2 separate regions of the Zea mays genome follow, and region 2 is linked to region 1. A link is a contact called in public Hi-C data. All regions are on one chromosome and are shown on one strand. Each heading gives the region's core, a stretch centred on a gene start, on an enhancer-like site or on the middle of the called end of the contact. The rest is flanking DNA. Distances are from core to core; before and after follow the strand shown.

Region 1 (5,756 bases), core at 3,130-5,629:
TCCATAGCATATTAGAAACATGAACTTTTTAAGCAGACTAGTTTTGACTATGAAATCCTAAATCGTCCACTTTGCAGCCTTAAACTATTCAAAACGTGACAATAACACCTTAATGTAGAATATATTCAACAAAGTACCAACAAATGTGTGGTTAGGTAGTATTCATAATAAAAGCTTAAAAAGTGTAGTTTTCTTGAAGCTTATGCAAAAGGAGTGCAGTTTTGCTCAATTTAATGCATCATTTAAAGGTCCTCCTGTCCAGCACTCCAGCTTCCTACCCACTGGTTTAGTCAGAAAGCAGCATGACAATTTTGATTGTTTTGAAGTAAATGCACTAAATTTAGACCATATGACCAAAGAAGATGATGTTTCTGAAATTTAAAATATACAGTAAAGCATTGAGAACAAGTGTTGTGGAACATATGCACCAATAAACAGTAAATCTATGTATGCCATCAAAAAGCCTGATGTTACTTACATGGAACCCATCAGTTCTTATGTACGTTATTAACCCAGTTGTTTCTTCTGAGGAAAGGTTGATACCCTCATAAAGGTTTTGGGCAATCTGTTAGTCATATAATGAGTCACATGAGCCAACACAGACTCATACATACAAATACAATACATAACGAGTCAAGCAGAAACAACCTTCATGGTATATCCTGCAGTAAAATGGAGTTTGTTTGCTGCATCCTGCTGAAGGCTGGATGTAATATATGGCAATGGAGGATTCTTGTGAATTTTACTTCTTTTAACACCTAAAACTTCAAATGTAGAAGAATGAATCATCTTTTCTATAGCTTGCGCTTCTTCTTGAGAGGGTATGGAAAGTTGATCCAGCTTTTTTGAATTCAAATGCTTTATACAGAATGGAATACATGTGGCATTTGAAGGATCTGCTGATTGTATTTTGAAGTCTGTCTGTACTGTCCAGTACTCATGTGCCTTAAACTGTTCTATTTCAGCTTCTCGATCGCACACAAGGGCCAAAGCAGCAGATTGGACCCGTCCAGCTGATTGGCAACCAGGCAACTTCCTCCACAGAAGTGGTGATATGCCAAACCCAATTAGATAATCAAGGGAACGGCGTGCAAGATAAGCATTGACTAAGTCCATGTCAATATACCTCGGGGACATTAAAGCCTTCTTTATTGCATCCTCAGATATTTCATGGAAAACAACTCTTGCAACAGTCACATCAAAACCCAGTACACCTTGTTGTTCAAGCATTTCTTTGATGTGCCAAGCAATCGCTTCACCTTCACGGTCAGGATCAGATGCAAGAATTAAATTTTCTGCTCTGGAGAAAAAGGAACATTTGTAAAAAAATAGCAATGTGTTATTAACTCAACACAAGGTGTAAAAGCAATCAGCAACATGTGTCTAGAACTATTACCTTTCATACTATTAGCTTAGTTGATTTCAAAATAATAAACTACCACTAGTATAAGCAGAACTCCAGTCTTAGGGAAAAGGGTTAGATTACACAATTGACGTTGCCAAAAGATATGTTCAGATACAGTTCAAACTTCAAACTACGGTTGAGGCCATTTTGAGCATTTTGATAAGCATTCAAGTATAAAAATAAACAAAACTATACAGTAGTTTTTCTATATGTGGTCAACCGCAGACCATTATTAAAGTATAACATGTATGATGTATCAAAGTTACAAAACAATCTCACCAACAAATAATACTCAAGTATATTACAGCGATAACTGGTGAAAGTAATACCACGATCAAAACAATAATGTGTCAGCATACACAGATGACAATAGTGATACTTTTACATAGAAGAATATAAAAATAAGAAACATAAACACTCAAATTACCTGCAACAAAAATAAGAAACCTGAATACTCAAACTATCTGCAAGGAAAGCCTAGCTTAGAAAACATATCACCAAATGAACCAACTACTGACGTATTCCATATTTTCCAGCATGCCATCAATGACTAATTTGCAGAAATTATGTGGACTGGAGTCATTGTTGAATACAATAGAAGATCATGGAGACAAACATACATGCGAACATATCGAATGTTACAGCAATTACTTCTATAATGATAGGTCTACTCGATTTTGTGTTTCTTTGTCTCTGTAATTAGAAGAGCAGCTAATGTGTATAAACCTTTGACAAAAAATGAGAAGATGTTTTATACAGGTGGAGAACATGTGTAATCAAAGCGTATGTATGTTTTAGTGAAGTTCAAGAATGCATCCACACTACACGCTACAAAAAACATACCTTTGCAGTGCAACTTTAATGCTCTTAAGGTGTGTCCAGGCAGCAGCAGGCACCTCCCAGACCATGCTGAAGTCATCATCGGGGCGGACAGATTTAGATCTACCTGCTAAATCTCTCACATGACCATAGCTTGGTAACACTTCATACATGTCCCCAAGGTACTTCTGAATAACTTTTGCTTTTGTGGCTGATTCCACAACCACAACTGATTTGGCTCTGGGAGGATACAATGGCACCAGTGGCTTTTTCTCAATAACTGAACCATCAATAGAGGATTGCATACAAATTTCAGGTACAGAAGAAGCAGCAGAAACCTCTGCTTTTGACTTTGCCCTATTATTTACTTTTTTCTCTTTGAAACTATCAGCACCCCTTTTCAATTTACAATTATCAGTCTTCTTGTTTTCTTGGTTCGTGCTAATATTATCAGACGTCTTTGTTGCAGCTTTACGAGTTCTAGCAAATATCCTCTTTTTATTGGTATGTACTTCCTTTTCTTTCATATCTCCATCAACTTCCTTTTTGCTTCCTCTTGAACTCTTCCTCTTGGCAGTGTCAGTCTTAGCATCAGTAACACTCTTGCTGTTGTTACTAGTAGATGTTGAAGCCTCATCAACAATGGTGCTACATGTAGCTAATGTGCTTTGGCATTTCTCAGATCTATGAAGCAAACTATGTGCAACACTTCCGTCTTTCCTTCTCATATTTAGATTACTGAATGAAATCTTATTTTTAACAAGAAACCTTATTTTTTTACTGTATGTAGTTGAGAATGGTCGTGAATTGCCAATATTATTAGCCTTTAAAGCAATTCCACAGCTGGCTGTGGCTCTGAAACATACAGAACTATAGCTGCCAAAGAGCCGAGGAGTAATAAAGGCACTACTTTTGGGCTGTAAGGCAACCCCAAAATTATTTCTTGAAGATATTTTCCTTGTTGAATTGCTCCTAAATGCAACCCCACACATTTTACAAGGGCGGAAAGGTGAAAAGGGCCAGGGTGAAGAAGAATATCTCTGAAACACCTCGAATTGAAGCTGAAAAGAAAATAAATAGACAACACAAAAAACAAGCACAACTCAAATGAAACATTATACCAAATTATAACAGGTAGAATCATGAAAAAAAATCATTCCCTCCCATTCTCATGATCACTTGGGGAAAAAACAGAAAGACAAAGGGCAAAAGTCATTGTTATCTTCATAAACATTCCTCATCAAACAGAAAAATAGGCGCCCCATATTCAGTAAATGTCCGTAGTTGAATAATTATTTAAGGATAAGTAGATGAAACAAAAGAAAAATAAGGTGATCGACACAATAGTGGTTGATGGTATCTGGTTCGTTTTAATCCTTGCAAATCAGGCTTGCACATTGTTGTGCAATGGCAAAGGATGTCTTTCTCTCTAACCAGGGGATAATATTTTGATATGCGCCATGACATAGCTCCGCCACAAAACCTTGTTGTTTCGCAAAGCCACCTTGTTTTATTGTTTTAAGAGAAAAGGAACGAGGCTCTATGTGGCTCACGGGTAATACAACGAACAGGTGGCGTTCACGCCGCACCACCATGCACATCAGACACTTCCGGACGTGATAAATTCTCATCAGAATGACAGAGAGCCACTCACCATTGCGGGCGGCGGCGGCAGCAGCGATAGCGCGTGGATGACGGCGCGGTGTCGCTGGGCGTATCCGTGCGGGAGGAGGCGGCGGAGCTGGAGAGCCATGGCCAACAAGGGGCGGCCACGAGCGCGCTCAGGGGAGGAGAGACATTGTTTCTTTCGGCTAGGGTTTAGCTAGGGTTTTACGGGCGAAGCGGGAGCGGATTGCGAGGCGGCGGTGCCGAGGAAGGAGCAGCGGAACCAGATTGACTGCAGTACTGCAGGCTGCATTGCCCACGTTCATTCTAAATCTAACGGTTCTCCAATGCAATTTTTTTTCCTGACAATCTGATTGCGGGAAGAATATGTTTGTAACTAGAATATAAGGCTATTCACCGTAGAGATTTCGTAGCACTCTTTAGAGTGATCTCTATCCCTCGCTCGTACATTAAAAATCCGAAGAACTAACCGACTGTTACCCTAAATGTACAGTTCTTCAGGTTCATCTTTAGCCCTACACCTTCTGGTTTGTTCCAGGACCTGGCACAAGTCTTTTATATGTCCCGGTGGATGTAGACTTAACTACGACATCGTCGATGTAAATCTCCACGAGATTCCCTATCAGGTCATGGAAAATGTAGTTCATGGCACGCTGGTATGTAGTTCTGGCATTCTTCAACCCAAAAGTCATGACCACATACTCGAATAATCCTACCGAGCCTGGTACCCGGAATGTGGTTTTGTGCACGTCTTCCCGGGCCATGAAAATTTGGTTGTACCAAGTATTTCCATCAATGAAGCTCAATATCTTGTGGCCGACAACTGCGTTGATCAACACTTCTGCGACCGGCATGGGGTATTTGTCCATTGGTGTGGCCCTGTTGAGTCTCTGAAATCCACGCATACCCTCCACCAGCCATCCTTCTTTTGAATGAGTACCACACTAGAAATCCATTCAGTATACCGACACGCCCTCATGAACCCTGTCTCCAACATTTGCTCTACCTCTTGACTTCATGCAGTACTTCATCCTTCATCAACCGTGCTCGTTGCTGAAAAGGCTAAAACCCCATCTTCAGCGGGAGTACGTGCTCTACAATGCTCCTGCCAAGCCATGGCATCTCCATGTAATCCCAAGCAAATCAATCCGAATATTCCTTTAGCAGGCTTATCATCGGCTCTCTTAACTCTGGGTCTAACCATGAGAGCACATAAAGGGGGGTGAATAGGTGATCCTGCGAAAACTTTAACTAGAAATAACAAACTTGGTCTATAAATGATGTTAGTAAAACTAAAACCAAGTTCAATTAAGAAGAAGGAGGATCTCTTCACTTAATTGCTCTCACAATATGTGTATTGAAACTAGAGCAATCATGAACATGAAGTACAGAGCTCGGAAGAACAAAATCGCAAAGAAGGAAACATAGACAAAGACACAACGATTTATCTCGTGGTTCGGCCAAGACCTACCTCCATGTTGTGGCGTCCCAACGGACGAGGGTTGCAATCAACCCCTCCCATGTGATCTAGAGATCAATCTTGAGTACCATGGTTAGTCTTCCTTATAGTATGGTCCCGTTTGTGAGGAATTTTCATAATTTGGAGTCTCTCACACCTTACACATTATGATCAAAATCAAGAACAAGAGTAAGAGAGGAAGAAGCAACACACACACACAAGAGCACAAATGCAGTAGGAACACGCACACAAGTGAAGAAAAGAGCGCACGAATGAAAAACAACATAATCTCAACTCAAAAACGCGCTTAGATCTCTCTTTGACCGAACCAAGGCGTGATTGAAGTCTCGGAGTATGTTGTAAGCTCTTGTGTTTGTCTCAGTGTGTTGTAGGGTTACTGCTCCATAGCCCCAGGGGGTCCTTTTATAGCCCCAAAGAGCCTAGGAG
Region 2 (6,154 bases), core at 223-2,722, 150 kb after region 1:
CCCCCGAGCCTGCCTCCTGATGTTACCTCCTTCACCTGCTGACCCGACGCGCGAAGTTTGGTTGATAACATCACTAAACAATGATCTATGCGTACACAAGTGTCACTCTTCGGTTGATAACCTCACTAAACAATGACCTATGCCTACACAAGTATTACCTGTTGCAACACACAGATATATACCTAGTAGTCATTAAGTCATATGTGATATTTAATAGTCATATGTTGTTCTTTTAACCCTGTCTTGTATTAAGATGAACCGAAGCCACAAACTGTTTTCTCTCTCTCCCGTGATGACAAGTTTTCATCCATCAAACTTTCTCAGGTCATAAACACATGCATCTCTCGATGTTCAAAGCTTGGAATAGTCGCAGATAATATAATGCCAAAATATAAGTATTAAGTCATTATATCTCGATGTCTTTTTGGTAGTTTAATTTCTCCAACGGTCTCGCCTTCTAGTTGTGTGTGGCAGAGAATAGTCGCAGCAACGTTTCGTGTTTTGGTTTGCTAGCTAAGACGCCATAAATCTATCTCTTTAAGCTTAGTCCTTCGAATTAGAAAAAAGAAGTTAGATAGAATAGTCGTAGCAATCTTCCAAACCAGACACATGCATCCACAGATGATGTCCAAGCTATAGTATTAACGGAAACAAAACATTCTTGCTAAGAGTTTAGCACGAACAATATTCCTTGTAGTTGTAGACGAGCACAAGTACATGTAGCTCTATTAAACTAATAATAAATACAGATCCTAGTGTATATATACATACATATCTTAGAAATATTTAAAAGGGAGCAATCAACAACAATATTCTCAAAGAACATTCCTTTCTCCATCAGGTAACATGCTACTTGAGCGGAAATGATTAGCATGAGGGGCATCACGCACGCATCAGGCGCTAGTGATATCTGCTCGTCACATTTATTTGTTAACAGAGGAGGCTACTCTGGCCACTCGTCTGTTCGGTACACACGATATTTGAATTGTACCACGTTATTTTATTTTGTATTTAGAATGTGATTGTGTGGTGGACTGACTACCTTGTCCGTGAAGCACCGCCGCGGGCGCGCGCGGCGTGCATGTGAAGCGTGGCAAAGGCAAAAGGGCCGCGCCGTTGGCCGTGCCCATTCTGAAAGCTACCGGCAACTAGCTAGCTAGCTAGCTTTGTAATTTTTTTTACGGTATGTGAACCTTTGAGACGCAATCTACGACAAACAGTTCAATCACTGTCGCTTCCCAAAATGTCGTTAAAATGAAGTTACCATAAGCGGCTCTTGCAATAAGAATAACGCCACTCCAATTGGGTCGCAGCGGGGTTGCGCATTAACGCCGCTACTACGCGCACACGCACCACCACCACTGCTGGCCAAACAACCACCACGTTACCAGGCAGCGACCAGCGAGGCTGGCAGGCACTCGCATTTTCGCACAGGCGAGGCGAGGCGAGGCACCGACGCCCAAAAATAACTAGGCGTCCCCACAAACCGCTCAACCTTCCCTCCCTCTCCCCTCTTCATCGCTCCGCTGCGCTGGCCACGAGATCCACGCCGCCTCCTCTCCGGCGCCCCGCCCTCGCCTCTGGTGGGCCACGCTGCCCTCCTCGCGACCTCCGCGCGGCTGCGAACGACCGACGACCGCCGGTTTCGCTGAGCACTGCGCAGGAGGCACGAGGAGGTGGATTCCCCGACAGGCGCGGTGCCGGCCTGAGTGACAGGGCGGCCGGGCGCCGGTGACCTGCTCGGCTTCGCCAAATTTGCGGGCGGCGTCTTGCGCCGTGCTGCTGTCGCTGGAGGCGTGGAGCAAGGGAGCCCGGAGGAGGGGGAGGCCTTGCTCGCAGCCGCATTGGCCGGTAATACTATCTCCGACCGAGGAGGCAGGCGGCCGATTTAGTAGTTCCCTCCCCGCTCCGGACGCGCCGGGCGCCCTAGGTGCCTCTCGCCCCCGCTTGGTCCATGGTCCATGGGGTGGAAGGTTAAGTCGTCGCCGGCGGCGGCGCCCGGCGACAAGCTCAGGTTCCCTCCCTCCTCCGCCGCGCGGTCGCGGATGAAGCTCTGGCTGGTGCCCGCCACCACCACGGTGCTGCTCTGGACCTGCGTCCTGCAGCTCACCGCCGTCGGGGACACCTGGGGCCCACGTGTGCTCAAGGGCTGGCCCTCCTGCCTCACGCCGCACGAGGAGGCTTCCGCCGCGCGCCCGCACCCTCTCGCCGTCGACAAGGCCGCGCTCGCGCTGCCGCCCAAAAGTGAGTCGCCCGCCCCGCGGCCTCTGGTTGCTCGCTCGCTCGCTTTCCTTTGCCCTGTTCCGCCGGCCTGCTGTTTGCTTGCGCCTGGACGACGGTTCCCAGCTGGACATCGACAGCCCGCCTGCATCGTGGCGTCAGGCGTGGAAGATCCCTCCAAGCCTCCTGCGTATATTTCCTCGGTCTTGCATGAAAACGACTTGCGATCGGTGACGATTTCCCGTCGTTTTCGTGTGCTCAGATTGGCAAGCCCCGCGTAATGCAGAACGTCACGCGGATTTCGTTCTGTGCTAATGTCACCTGTATGCATGTGCTGCTTTCCGTGGCATTTCATAATGCAATCATGCTCACATCATTTCCACGTTATTGGATCAGTATATTGTTATAAACATTGGCGTTCGGTCATGCATGTCGATATCATCGCATTGCTTTATCCTTTTTTTTTTGGTAGTAAGGCAACGGGTTTGCCGTTCTGGTTATTGTATTTTCATGTTAATATCATACTTTTTAGGTGGGTCACATTTTCATAGGCTTGGTTTGTTGTCAATCATTCATTCTCAGCAGTTCTTGGGTAGCTGCATGCCTGCATCATTGGCCTTTTTTCTAGTAACCGTAGTTGCATTTGGTGAAACAACATTCTGTCAAATAGGAGATAACTTAGCTCTTAGGACACATTTCAGCCCAGAGCCCCAGACAGAGGATTATAGGAGCCAAGCTAATTGCACTTGTCAACAAAGACCTCGGTTGTTATATGACATTACATTGCACCTGCATTTCCATTAACTGAATGTCTTTCCTAATTAATGACAGGAAAAGTGTGGTCATAATTTTCTTGTTGGTATTCAAGTACTCAATGTGCACCAGTATTATAACTATGATTCCAAGTAGCAAAATATGTTGTGCATGTTCTAGTGTTTCTTTTTGCTGATCTTTTGTTGTCAATGCTTTCCAGGAATATATAGGAACAATGGTTACTTGATGGTTTCGTGCAATGGTGGGCTTAACCAAATGCGAGCTGCAGTAAGCAACTGGAAAACCCTTGTTTGTATTGATTCGTCGGTTTTCTTTACAACGTCTGACTCTTAACACTAGCTTCTGGACTTCCCTACTTTTATTTTATCAGATATGTGACATGGTTGTAATTGCAAGATATTTGAATGTGACTTTAGTCGTGCCAGAGTTGGATAAAACTTCATTTTGGAACGATCCAAGGTGCTGTTTGGCGACTTCAAATTGCCTTTTGAACTATTACTGGGACTTGTGTTTATGTAAGGGAAGCTAACTGCTGCAGTCCGTTCTATCCTGCAGTGAGTTCCAAGATATATTTGATGTTGAGCACTTTATAACCTCATTACGAGGTGAAGTTCGCATTCTGAGAGAATTACCTCCAAGGGTAAAGAGAAGAGTTGAACTTGGAATGTTTCACTCCATGCCTCCAATTAGTTGGTCTGATATCTCCTACTATCAAAATCAGGTAAGTAGCATCGTATTTTATGCCAAGACTAGTCTATATTGCAGAATTTACTGTATAAACTGACACTTGGTTTATTTTAAATCAGATTCTTCCTTTGATTCGTAAGTACAAGGTTCTCCATTTGAATAGAACTGATGCTAGGCTAGCAAACAATGGTTTACCAATAGAAATTCAGAAACTTCGATGCCGAGTAAATTATGCCTCCCTCAAATTTACCCCACAAATTGAAGAGTTGGGCAAGAGAGTAATTAGAATTCTTCGCCAAAATGGACCTTTCTTGGTACTTCATTTACGGTATGAAATGGATATGTTGGCTTTCTCTGGCTGTACACAAGGTTGCAGTACTGAAGAGGCAGAAGAACTCACAAGAATGAGGTGAAATTTTGGAATTGTGCCTTTAACCTAGAGTGAAATTTCCTCTACTTATTTCTTCTGTTGAAGTGACATGCTCCAAACTGCTCTTGGCTTCAGGTATGCTTATCCATGGTGGAAAGAAAAAGTGATTGACTCAGACTTGAAAAGAAAAGATGGCCTTTGCCCATTGACGCCTGAGGAGACTGCTCTTGTCCTCAGAGCACTTGACATCGATAGAAGTATGCAAATATACATTGCTGCTGGGGAAATATACGGTGGAAAGCGCAGGATGGCTTCTCTAACTTCAGCATACCCGAATGTTGTATGTGCACAAATATATTATGCATCTATTGTAGTGTACTTGTTATACAGTACTCTTCCATCTCTCCTTTTTTCCTTGCTGATGTCTTGCTACAACCGTTGTCTGTAGGTGAGGAAGGAGACACTTCTGGAACCTTCTGATCTGATGTTCTTCCAGAACCATTCATCACAAATGGCAGCACTTGATTACTTAGTATCCTTAGAAAGTGATATATTTGTTCCAACATATGATGGAAACATGGCTAAAGTCGTTGAGGGTCATCGGAGGTTTGCACTATTCCACTTTGTCATATACAATTTATATTATGCGTATCAGCATATGCAGTTTCGACATACCAGGCAGCATGCTAATCGTATTTTCATAATTGTTTTTCTGGGTGTCGCATTATTGATGTCTGTAAAAAGATGAACTGTTAAAGTTTTAAAGCTCATTAATGATGTTGCCTTCAACCGCCATCAATTCTTCACTACTAACATTGTTGATTCAAGATTTGCATAATTGAGTTTGGATGCAGCTTAGACTTAGAGACGCTAGAACTTTATCTTTCCCTTTTTTTCCAAGACTGAAATCTTGGAATATATTCATGGGTTTATTAGTGACTAGAGATTACATATCTTATTTTTGTAAGTTTAAAGTAGTGCATTTATTTCTTGTAATTCCACACTAATAGCTGTAGGGATTTTTCATAATTCCATCATGCTTTCTACTACATTCTGCAAAGCTGTGGAGTTTTTTTTTATTTGTAGTAATTACTTGTATTCTTTCATTTTCTATTTCTAGATTCATGGGTTACAAGAAGACCGTCTTGTTAGACCGAAAACTCATTGTTGAGCTAGTGGACCGGTACACAAATGGTTCTCTGCTGTGGGATGAGTTCTCTTCACTGATCAAGGTTGCCCATGCAAAGCGGATGGGATCAGCTTCAAAGAGGATGGTGATTCCTGACAGACCCAAGGAAGAGGACTATTTCTATGCCAATCCCCAAGAATGCCTCCAGGATCGTGATTTTTTGCAAACATCATAATATCCTTTCATGTCTATATACCATGTTCACATTATACCATTCTTCTGCAAACAACACAACTGAACCCAAAAGCAATATTTTGGAGCCAGAAAGGCGACTCGGCTTCTGTCGAGTCATAGATGAGGCCGATCTGTAAACTTGAGGGAGGGAGGGAGGGAAGGAGAAAGGCTGAAAGGGGGTGGGTGGGGGTGGATTTAGTTGGTAAATACACATTATAGAATGGAGGGGGATTTGTTCATTCCAAAATAAAAAAAAGAGAGATGGGCTTGTATAGATGGTGATAGAATTACCGCTAAGAAGAATGTAACTTAGATGCAGCTGGGTCTGGGTTCCTGCATCTGGTCTTGCGTTGTGTAACATAGCAGTTGTTCTTGGACAGCCGCCCCCATTGTCCCCACCGGCGAAATTTTGGCAACCATGTAGAAAGATGTATACACTTTTTATTGTATCGATACAACCTGTATTATATATGTAAATTGTGCAGAATGTTTGTACCACTTGCACATTTTATAATGTGGTTAGTACATTGAATTCCTTCACGGAGGGTGCTTGTTGACATCTGAGTTCGTGATCTACGGGCCAAAGCATTGGTGAAAGTGTTTCTGTCGGTACTGATGATTTCTTCATGTGGGCTGGGCAAAAACAACGCAGAGCGTTTTATCAGTTTGCATGTGTCCGTTGGCATTGTGCCAATGCCAACGTACTTTTATTTCACCATTGGCAGCTTTGTCAGCTGTTC

What was found. Hi-C and Micro-C count contacts between places; a contact is called where the count stands out from the background.
Region 2: a Hi-C map of tassel shows a contact between it and region 1, with 2.4 times the contacts expected there. The contact joins the promoter of LOC100304383 here to the promoter of LOC103631377 in region 1. A contact is called at or near these places in 6 of 25 Hi-C or Micro-C datasets (bundle sheath, ear, endosperm and 2 more) and 1 of 3 datasets of contacts at active chromatin or transcription factors (leaf).

The regions. Positions count from the first base shown.
Region 1 is chr6:129,776,730-129,782,485 of Zm-B73-REFERENCE-NAM-5.0, forward strand. LOC103631377 (DNA topoisomerase 1) reads right to left here and starts at 4,380. Exons shown (of 21, transcript XM_020539478.2): 1 at 3,879-4,380; 2 at 2,249-3,285; 3 at 649-1,300; 4 at 479-565. The coding sequence starts at 3,977.
Region 2 is chr6:129,934,209-129,940,362 of Zm-B73-REFERENCE-NAM-5.0, forward strand. LOC100304383 (O-fucosyltransferase family protein) reads left to right here and starts at 1,473. Exons shown (of 8, transcript NM_001165819.1): 1 at 1,473-2,244; 2 at 3,194-3,261; 3 at 3,365-3,453; 4 at 3,550-3,715; 5 at 3,801-4,090; 6 at 4,187-4,391; 7 at 4,500-4,657; 8 at 5,172-5,938. The coding sequence starts at 1,962. The coding sequence ends at 5,415.